2 separate regions of the Pan troglodytes genome follow, and region 1 is linked to region 2. Evidence: chromatin contacts called from public HiChIP or PLAC-seq data. All regions are on one chromosome and are shown on one strand. Each heading gives the region's core, a stretch centred on a gene start, on an enhancer-like site or on the middle of the called end of the contact. The rest is flanking DNA. Distances are from core to core; before and after follow the strand shown.

Region 1 (3,831 bases), core at 1,062-3,561, 150 kb before region 2:
GTGGCTTACGCCTGTAATCCCAGCACTTTGGGAGGCAAAGGCAGACAGATCACGAGGTCAGGAGTTGGAGACCAGCCTGACCAACATGGTGAAACCCCGTCTCTACTAAAAATACAAAAATTAGCCGGGCGTGGTGGCGCGCGCCTGTAATCCCAGCTACATGGGAGGCTGAGGCAGGAGAACTGCTTGAACCCGGGAGGCAGAGGTTGCAGTGATCCAACCAGCCTGGGCAACAGAGTGAGGCTCCCTCTCAGAAAAAAAAAAAAAAAAAAAAAATGCTGACCCCTAATGGCACTAACTGTAGTTTGATTTTTAAACAACCATTAAAGAAGCCAGTTTAAAAGATCAATGACTGACTGACAATAACAAACATTTACTAATATGCCAAGCACTGTTGAAATTCCTTTAATATGTTAGCTCATTTACATCCTTACAACAGTCCAATGAGGTATTAATAGTACTTGTTTTACAAAAGGTCCAACAGATAATTTACCCAACAAGGCACAGCTAGTAAGTAGTGGAGCTGGGATTCACCCAGGCAGCTCGGTTCCAGAGTCGGCCCACTTAAGTAGTGCAAAAAAGTACCAGAGATTAAGTAGTGTATTTATACTACTCTGCCACGTTACTTCTTGCTGATCTCAAATTGCTAAAATCCATTTCTTTTCCAAGACACTTAAATAATGCAAACCATGCTACCCTTCTCCCACTTCCTTATTAGTACTTCAGGCACTTTCATATCTACTCTCTTATTTAACATTCACAATGAAGGTTTTAAAATATTTACAACTTTATAGGGCTCCGCGCGGTGGCTCACGCCTGTAATCCCAACATTTTGGGAGGCCGAGGCGGGCGGATCGCGAGGTCAAGAGATCGAGACCCTTCTGGCCAACATGGTGAAACCCCGTCTCTATTAAAAGTACAAAAATTAGCTGGGCGTGGTGGCGCTTGCCTGTAGTCCCAGCTACTCGGGAGTCTGAGGCAGGAGAATTGCTTGAACCCGGGAGGTGGAGGCTGCAGTGAGCCTAGATCGCGCCTGGCGACAGAGCGAGACTCCGTCTCAAAAAAAAAAAAATTACAACTTTATTATCGTTAATTGTCCTATCAGAGTGCCCATTTTTTTTGAAGGTAGACAGGTTTGCCTAGATATGGTGCTTCTACTTACCAGTTCTAAGACTTTGGGGCAGATTTCTTAATCTGAGCCTCAGGTGTCCTCATCTGTAAAGTGAAGATAATACCTACTTCATAAGGCTGTTGTGAGCAATAAACACGATTAATTCGTAAATCATTTATTTAGCACAGTGCCCAGCACACAGTACACAGTCAATACGTGGTAGCTGTCAGTTTACCAACGTGTTGCACAACAGAAACTCGTCTTTGCTGGATTCAGTTCACTTATCACGCCATTAAAAAGAAAATCATCCTAAGCGACACAGAAAAACTGCCCATTCCTATCTCAAAAAGTTTATGAACAAGTTAAGACGGTAAGAGAAACTGAATTCAATGAAAGCGTCTTCGCAACAGGCAGCTTAGGACCGGGAAGAAGGGCTTCAGCAAACTTAATCATTAACTCTAGGCAGGCGCGCGCGCACACACACACACACCGTTGAAGAAGGAGACCACGCCTCCTGTGTGGGCTCAGGTTGAATCGTACAGCGTGGTAGAGAACTCCAGGGCTGCTGAATCTGACAGATGTGGATTCATCCACTTCTGTGCCACCTGTGCTGTCTTGGGCAAATTACTTAACGTCTCTGAGCCTAGGTTTCCTGGTCTTCAAAACGAGAACAGTAATAGTTCCTACCTGGTAAAGTTGTTCCGAGGCTGAAGTGCGATAACCCCTGTAAAGCGCTGGAGAACGGCAAGAGCTCTACAAGCCGGCAGGGCGGTTTTAAATGCACGTGTATCCATATACAAGGTCTCATTGATACATTCCGTTGTTTGGAGTTTAGACACTGGCTGTAAGACGTTTTTCTTTTCTCCTAAGCTGGACCCGTATTTGTTTACCTCCAACGTAGACTAAATGCCTGTGGGCTGGTAGCTATAAGAGGACCCCTCGGCCCCACAGCCTCTAAGTTCACTTCACCTCCGCGGCTTTGCAAAAGCGCTACACGCACGCGCAAGAAGCAAGAGGACTGCAACCGAAGAAGCAAAGGGAGAGCCGTGCACCACGATGATTCTGCGCATGTGCCTGGCGGGAGGAGGGGGGGGGAAGGGTTGGAGTTTGCGCATGCGTAAAAATGTCGGGAAAGCAAGAGAAGGGGGGTTAAGAGGCGGTATTGACAGCTGTGGAGGCAGCCCGCGTTCCCGGCATTCCCCGGGGCGGCGGGGTTGGCTCTAACGAATTTGAATGAGGAGCCTCAGCGCTTTCGGCGCCATTTTCGAGTGATGCCTGATCTCATCAATCTAGCGGGAGAGACAGGATAACCTGTCCGAGAGTATAGCGCCACTATGACTCCGCCGGAAAAATTACTTTAAAAATCGCCAAAAATTACTTGGAGCAAAGGGCAGTCGGCGGAGCTTCGCCAAGGCTGGCGCAGTCGGTAAGAGCCTGAAGAAGTAGCAGAGCGGGACTCGGGAGGTGGCAGTGGTGGGACCCGCAGGCAGTGGGGGGTGCAGGGAGTGGGCGCGGGGTCTACTCTCACTTAATCGCGAAACATCCGAGGAAGTAGGGTTAGGGGCAACTTGGGCGTCTGCGAGTGGGCGGCGGCGGGCGGAATGTGGCGGGAGCGCGGAGAGACGGGGCTGTGGGGGGAGGGGAGCTGCAGTTTGAGCGGGACGCGGACCGGCTGCGGCGGAGCAGCCGCCGCCCAGCGGATCTGTCAGCAAGACCCCCCGCCCGGGACCGGAGCCGGGGACGGCGCACTGCGGGGTCTCTGCAGGCGGCCGCTCCTTGACAGGAGGACTGGACGCGCGCCCCTCCCCCATTTCCGAACCGGGCCGCCTTTTCTCGCCGTTTTCTCGACCCGGTGATGGCCGTCATCTCGTGACAAGAAACTTAAGGTCGACAGAAAATTCAGGACCCGGAGTCATGGGTCCCTCCGGTGGGTCGTGGCAACAGTCCCCCCCGCCACCGCCCGGCACCCATCTATCTATATTGTCTTTTGACGCTGAAGCGTGAGGTGCCCCAGGAATGAGAGTTTCCCAAGCCCTGGCTGCCCTCCCCCGGCGCGCTGGGTCCCCGTGAGGTCTCTAGGTAGGTAGGACTGGCCGCGGCTCGCGCTTCCAAGATGGGGCAGGGGCAGGGGCAGGCTTTTGAGGTTGTAGCGGGCTCTTAGGAAAGATGCTGGACTTTAGCTTCTTTCTGGGGATTTTTGTCATTTGCTCTCGCAGCGTTGTCCTTTCTCAAAGGGGAGGAGTGTTCACGGGTGAGATGAAAGATGGGGCTTCGAGCTAACGATTTCCTTCTCGTGGCTATTTCCTCCGAGTCGCACTTTCTTAGAAGACTTTTTTCTTCCCCGGTGTTTGAAACATGTCGCAAGGAAAAAAGCAATCTGTGAAACTGTTAATGTTTTCCTCCCCCAAAAGTCTTTACCCGGACAACTTAACGGTAATTTTGCGATCCCCACCTTTTCTTGACGCTGAGGAGGAGGGACGAGAGTTGTTATTTGTCTTTCCCTTCGGTGATTTTTTTCCCCCCTTAGCTGGTGGTTTCTATCAATTCTTACTCCACAGCTCTTGAGTGATGTGAGCCAGTGACGGCATTAACTTTAGGTAATACTTTTATGGCCTTTGTAAAAATCCCGCGTTAAGGATGTATTAGATCTTGAGTTCTTTTCCGCGCTGGAGGCACCACTAGATTAACCCTTTGCCGGTGTATTGCGTGTGGGGCGCACG
Region 2 (4,124 bases), core at 329-2,828:
TTCCCTGGGGTAAAAAAAAAAAAAAAAAAAAAAAAAAAATCAAAGCACTTAATTCCCAGCATAACGATGAAGGTTTGTCGTAAAAGAAAATTTATTGTGTGAAATGATTACCAAGAAAGTACTGCATACGCAATGGGGGAAAAGACCAACCCTCAATCAGTTTAATAATCACCTTGGTTATTAAATTCTATGGTAACTTAATTTCAACGTACAAAACTTTCCCTTAGTATTGTAATGAAAACACCATTTATAGAAAGAGAACCAGGAACCTGAAAAATTCCCCTCATTGCATAGATAGAAATCCTCCTTAAAAAACATTTATAACTCGGGTCACTAAAACTTACGTATGGGAAATCATTATTTAAGTAGTGGGCATTTTATGTCCAGTTTCCCAGGACTTGATGATCCATCCCTAGGGAAGCTTTCAGGATGAAACTGATCTGGGAACAGAGGTTTGAGCTAGGTTAATTCTAGAGGTCGTCCCAGACATTTCCAGATGCCAAGCGGTATCTTTTTTTTTTTTTTTTTTTTTTTTTTTTGGAGACAAGAGTCTCTGTTGCCCAGGCTGGAGCGCAGTGGCACGATCTAGGCTCACTGTAACCTCCGCCTCCCGGGTTTAAGCGATTCTCGTGCCACAACCTCCTGAGTGGCTGGGATTACAGGCGTGCACCACCGCACCCGGCTAATTTTTGTATTTTTAGTAGAGACGGGGTTTCACCATGTTGGCCATCCTGGTCTTGAACTCCTGACCTCAGGTGATCCGCCCACCTCAGCCTCCCAAAGTGCTGGGATTACAGGCGTGAGCCACCGCACCCGGCCTGAAGATGTAAAATCTACCACGGAAGGATGATCTAAGTGGGGAAGGAGATGACAGGTGACAGCCTCCCGTGTGGAAGCAGAAAGTAGCGGACGGTAGGAGCCGAAGGCTTCCCTCGGGACCCAGCAGACTTCCCGCAGCCTCCTGGGTTCCCGTCACATTCCTCGGAACCCTCAGTGCACCAGACAGGGGGAGCTTGGAAGAGGCAGGTCAAGAATAGCCCCCGACCCCGCCCCAGCGTTCTGCTCCCAGGGCGGCCTCCCACGCGCCCCGGACCACGCAGCCCGATGGGCCAGGTAGGGCGCGTCTCTACACCGAAAATGCATTAGGGCCCGCGTGAGCCCCGGTGAACATCCACAGTGCAGTCACTAACAGGCATTACTCCTGGGGCCCACGTGAGTCTATTTAGCATGTGAGGGAAACCAGCCACGGCAGGGAGACTGGGGCTCTCCGTAGTGGCAAAGCCTGCTCAACCTGGGCCCGCGGAGGGAAAACTCGGAAGTCATTTCCATTAGCTCCCCTTCCCCCAAACTGATTCGCTTCTGTCAATCCATCCCTAGAAATAATGTCAAGGCCGGGACTAAGGGGTGCTGCGTTTTAAAAATTCTGCGTAGGAAAACCCCTGGAAGTACTGAGGGACAGACAGCCCCACTCACCTGTCAGCGCTGGGGGCGTGCGCGAAACCGCCCAAGGAGGAAAAAACCAGCTGGTGCGCAGGCGCACGCCGTCCCACATCCGCAGGCCCGCAACGCCACGCCCCCTGCCACGCCTCCGCGCGCCACTAGCCCCACCCGTCTCCCCGGCCCAGCCCCGCCGCTCGCCCTGTCCGGTGTCTCCCCGGCCCCTTGATTCTCCGCGTCTTCCTCGCAGGCCAGCCTAACCTCAGCCTGCATTGCGCCCTCCCGGCCTAGGGTGTCGCTGTACCGGCCTCCGAGCTCCACATAGACAAGTCCGGACCTCGGGCGGGGGCAGGAGACGGAGCTGAGCGGCGGGGGGCAGTGTCGCCTCGGTCTAGGGACGGCGGCGGAGTCGGTGGTCCCTGCGCGATGGCCACCTCGGTGTTGTGCTGCCTGCGGTGCTGCAGAGACGGCGGGACTGGCCACATCCCTCTGAAGGAGATGCCGGCCGTGCAGCTGGACACGCAGCACATGGGTAAGGGCCCTCCCTTCCCCAGACCCAACGGCTCACGGGGGCCGGGCGCGGCGGGCAGGGGGACCTGCAGGGTCAGAGGGTCCCCACGCTGCCCCGCCGCGCCGGCGACGCTGCGCCGACACCATTTCGTCTCGCAGATCTCTCCAGAAGCCGGCGGACTCCACCTGGGCCCGGTTCTGTGTTCAAGGCTGCGCAGCCCTCTCTGTGTCTGTCATCGCGAGTGGGCGTGTGGACCTCCCATTTTCACAGGAATCTCGGAGGCTTCCTCCGGAGATGTCACACGTCCTCGGGCGAGGGGGCGGAGAGTGCCCTTCTGGCGCGCCCCAGTGAAAACCTACACATTTTCAGAATGCTTCTAGGTCTGGTCTTGCTCCTCCTCCTGCCCTGACTGTCGGTCCTGTCTCTTGAGCCCCATCATTTATAGGTTGAATCCTATATTATTGGAAGTAATTTTCCTCTCACCTCCTAAAGTCGAAACAAGGCAGACTGCAGAAGTCTGAAGTCGCACCTCAGGTCAGAACTTGCCATTTCAACTAAAACCTCCCATTGCCCGACTCCTTAGTCATTGTGAGAGGTACTGTAATTTCATCTGACTGGCCTCTTCCCAACAGGTCTAACTGTTGAAAAATAAAATAGCACTTTGCTCCTTTGCATCTTGCTTTATCCTTTTAATTCCAAATCCATATAATTTATCTAACATTCTTCCTCTCCCATCATAGCCTCTTTCACCACCTTATTATTTCTTAGACTTTTCCCAGGTAGTTTCATGCTTCTGGAATGTGGTTCTAGAAGGAGAGATTTCCCAATATAATTATTTCAGTTAGAGTACTGTCTTTTTGTGGATTATTTTATTCTAACTGTACTTCTGCACTTTTGATTTTTTACACATTTCTGATTGTTTAAAGGACAGTGCATTGAAATAAAAAGGCACTTCTTAATATTTATGATAAAACTCTCTCGCCCAGTTTCCTTATAATTCTGGAAACACTCTGCCCACTATATTTTTGTATAACACATACTAAATGTGATAACTATATAATCACCTTGTATGTGTGTATTTACTTTTAATTCTCAGATCTCCCAAATGTAGTACAGAACCTTAATACATAAGTGATCTTTAAATTATTTTTTATCCATCATTATTTATAGACGATGGAGTTCAAATCCTATAGTTTTCCTCAGAAAATATTTCCATTTCAGTTACTCATTTACTGAAGTGATATTTATTAAGCAATTATCAGGTGGCAGGCATTGTTATAAGTGCTGAGAATATAGTGAAGGACAACCATACATAGTTCCTGGAACTCATGATCAACTGCAGCACTTCTTCCTATCTTTACTGTTAGACTCTTGAATTACTGCAGTCTCCTCTTTGGAGCATTCCTTTTCTCTGTCATCTGTTTCCTCTAGGAAGAGCTGGTCAGATATACTCATTCCACTGTGTTTTATTTCTCCAAAGCTGTCCAGCAACTGTCAGCTACTAACTGGATGAAATAGAGTAATGTCATCTCCAAATTTTCTAACTGCATGGAAGTTTTTTCTTCTTCTTTTCTTTCTTTTTTTTTTTTTTGAGACGGAGTTTCACTATTGTTGCCCAGGCTGGAGTGCTGTGGCACAATCTCCACTCACTGCAACCTCCACCTCCCGGGTTCAAGCAATTCTTCTGCCTCAGCCTCTTGAGTAGCTGGGATTACAGGCGCCCACCATCAAGCCCGGCTAATTTTTGTATTTTTAGTAGAGGCAGGGTTTCACCATGTTGGTCAGGGTGGTCTCGAACTGACCTCGTGATCTGCCTGCCTCTCAGCCTCCCAAAGTGCTGGGATTACAGGCGTGAGCCACCGCGCCCGGCCAGGAAGTTTTTTCTTAGCCTGTCTTTCTATAAACTTAAATTATTCAATCACAGAGGAGCCTGATTTGAGAACCTGAATAAAATGAAAGAAAAGGGTTGTTGAGTTAGAAGAACATGTTTCAAGCATGAATTGATCTTGACTTGAAAATAGAAACACATGGATTTGGTGGTGTGAAAGATTATTATATTAAATAACCTAAAAAATGTGGTTGCTTTTTTTTTTTTTTTTAACAAAATTGTCTGTATACTTCAAGTGATTCTCTCAGGGTTGTCACTTATTTTAGTGATGTTGTATTACTTAAAACC

What was found. HiChIP or PLAC-seq counts read pairs in DNA pulled down with a chosen protein or histone mark.
Region 1: a contact with region 2 is called in an H3K4me3 HiChIP or PLAC-seq map of stem cell-derived excitatory neurons, with 2.2 times the contacts expected there. The contact joins the promoter of LOC745092 here to the promoter of SPRYD7 in region 2. A contact is called at or near these places in 1 of 7 Hi-C or Micro-C datasets (stem cell-derived neural progenitor cells) and 1 of 1 datasets of contacts at active chromatin or transcription factors (stem cell-derived excitatory neurons).

Annotation. Positions count from the first base shown.
Region 1 is chr14:55,674,106-55,677,936 of NHGRI_mPanTro3-v2.0_pri, reverse strand. It overlaps LOC745092, which reads left to right and starts at 2,311. Exons shown (of 11, transcript XM_063792558.1): 1 at 2,311-2,537. It overlaps LOC134808198 (a long non-coding RNA gene), which reads right to left and starts at 1,933. Exons shown (of 3, transcript XR_010150736.1): 1 at 1,799-1,933; 2 at 1,163-1,215.
Region 2 is chr14:55,527,429-55,531,552 of NHGRI_mPanTro3-v2.0_pri, reverse strand. It overlaps SPRYD7 (SPRY domain containing 7), which reads left to right and starts at 1,578. Exons shown (of 5, transcript XM_522757.6): 1 at 1,578-1,969. The coding sequence starts at 1,864.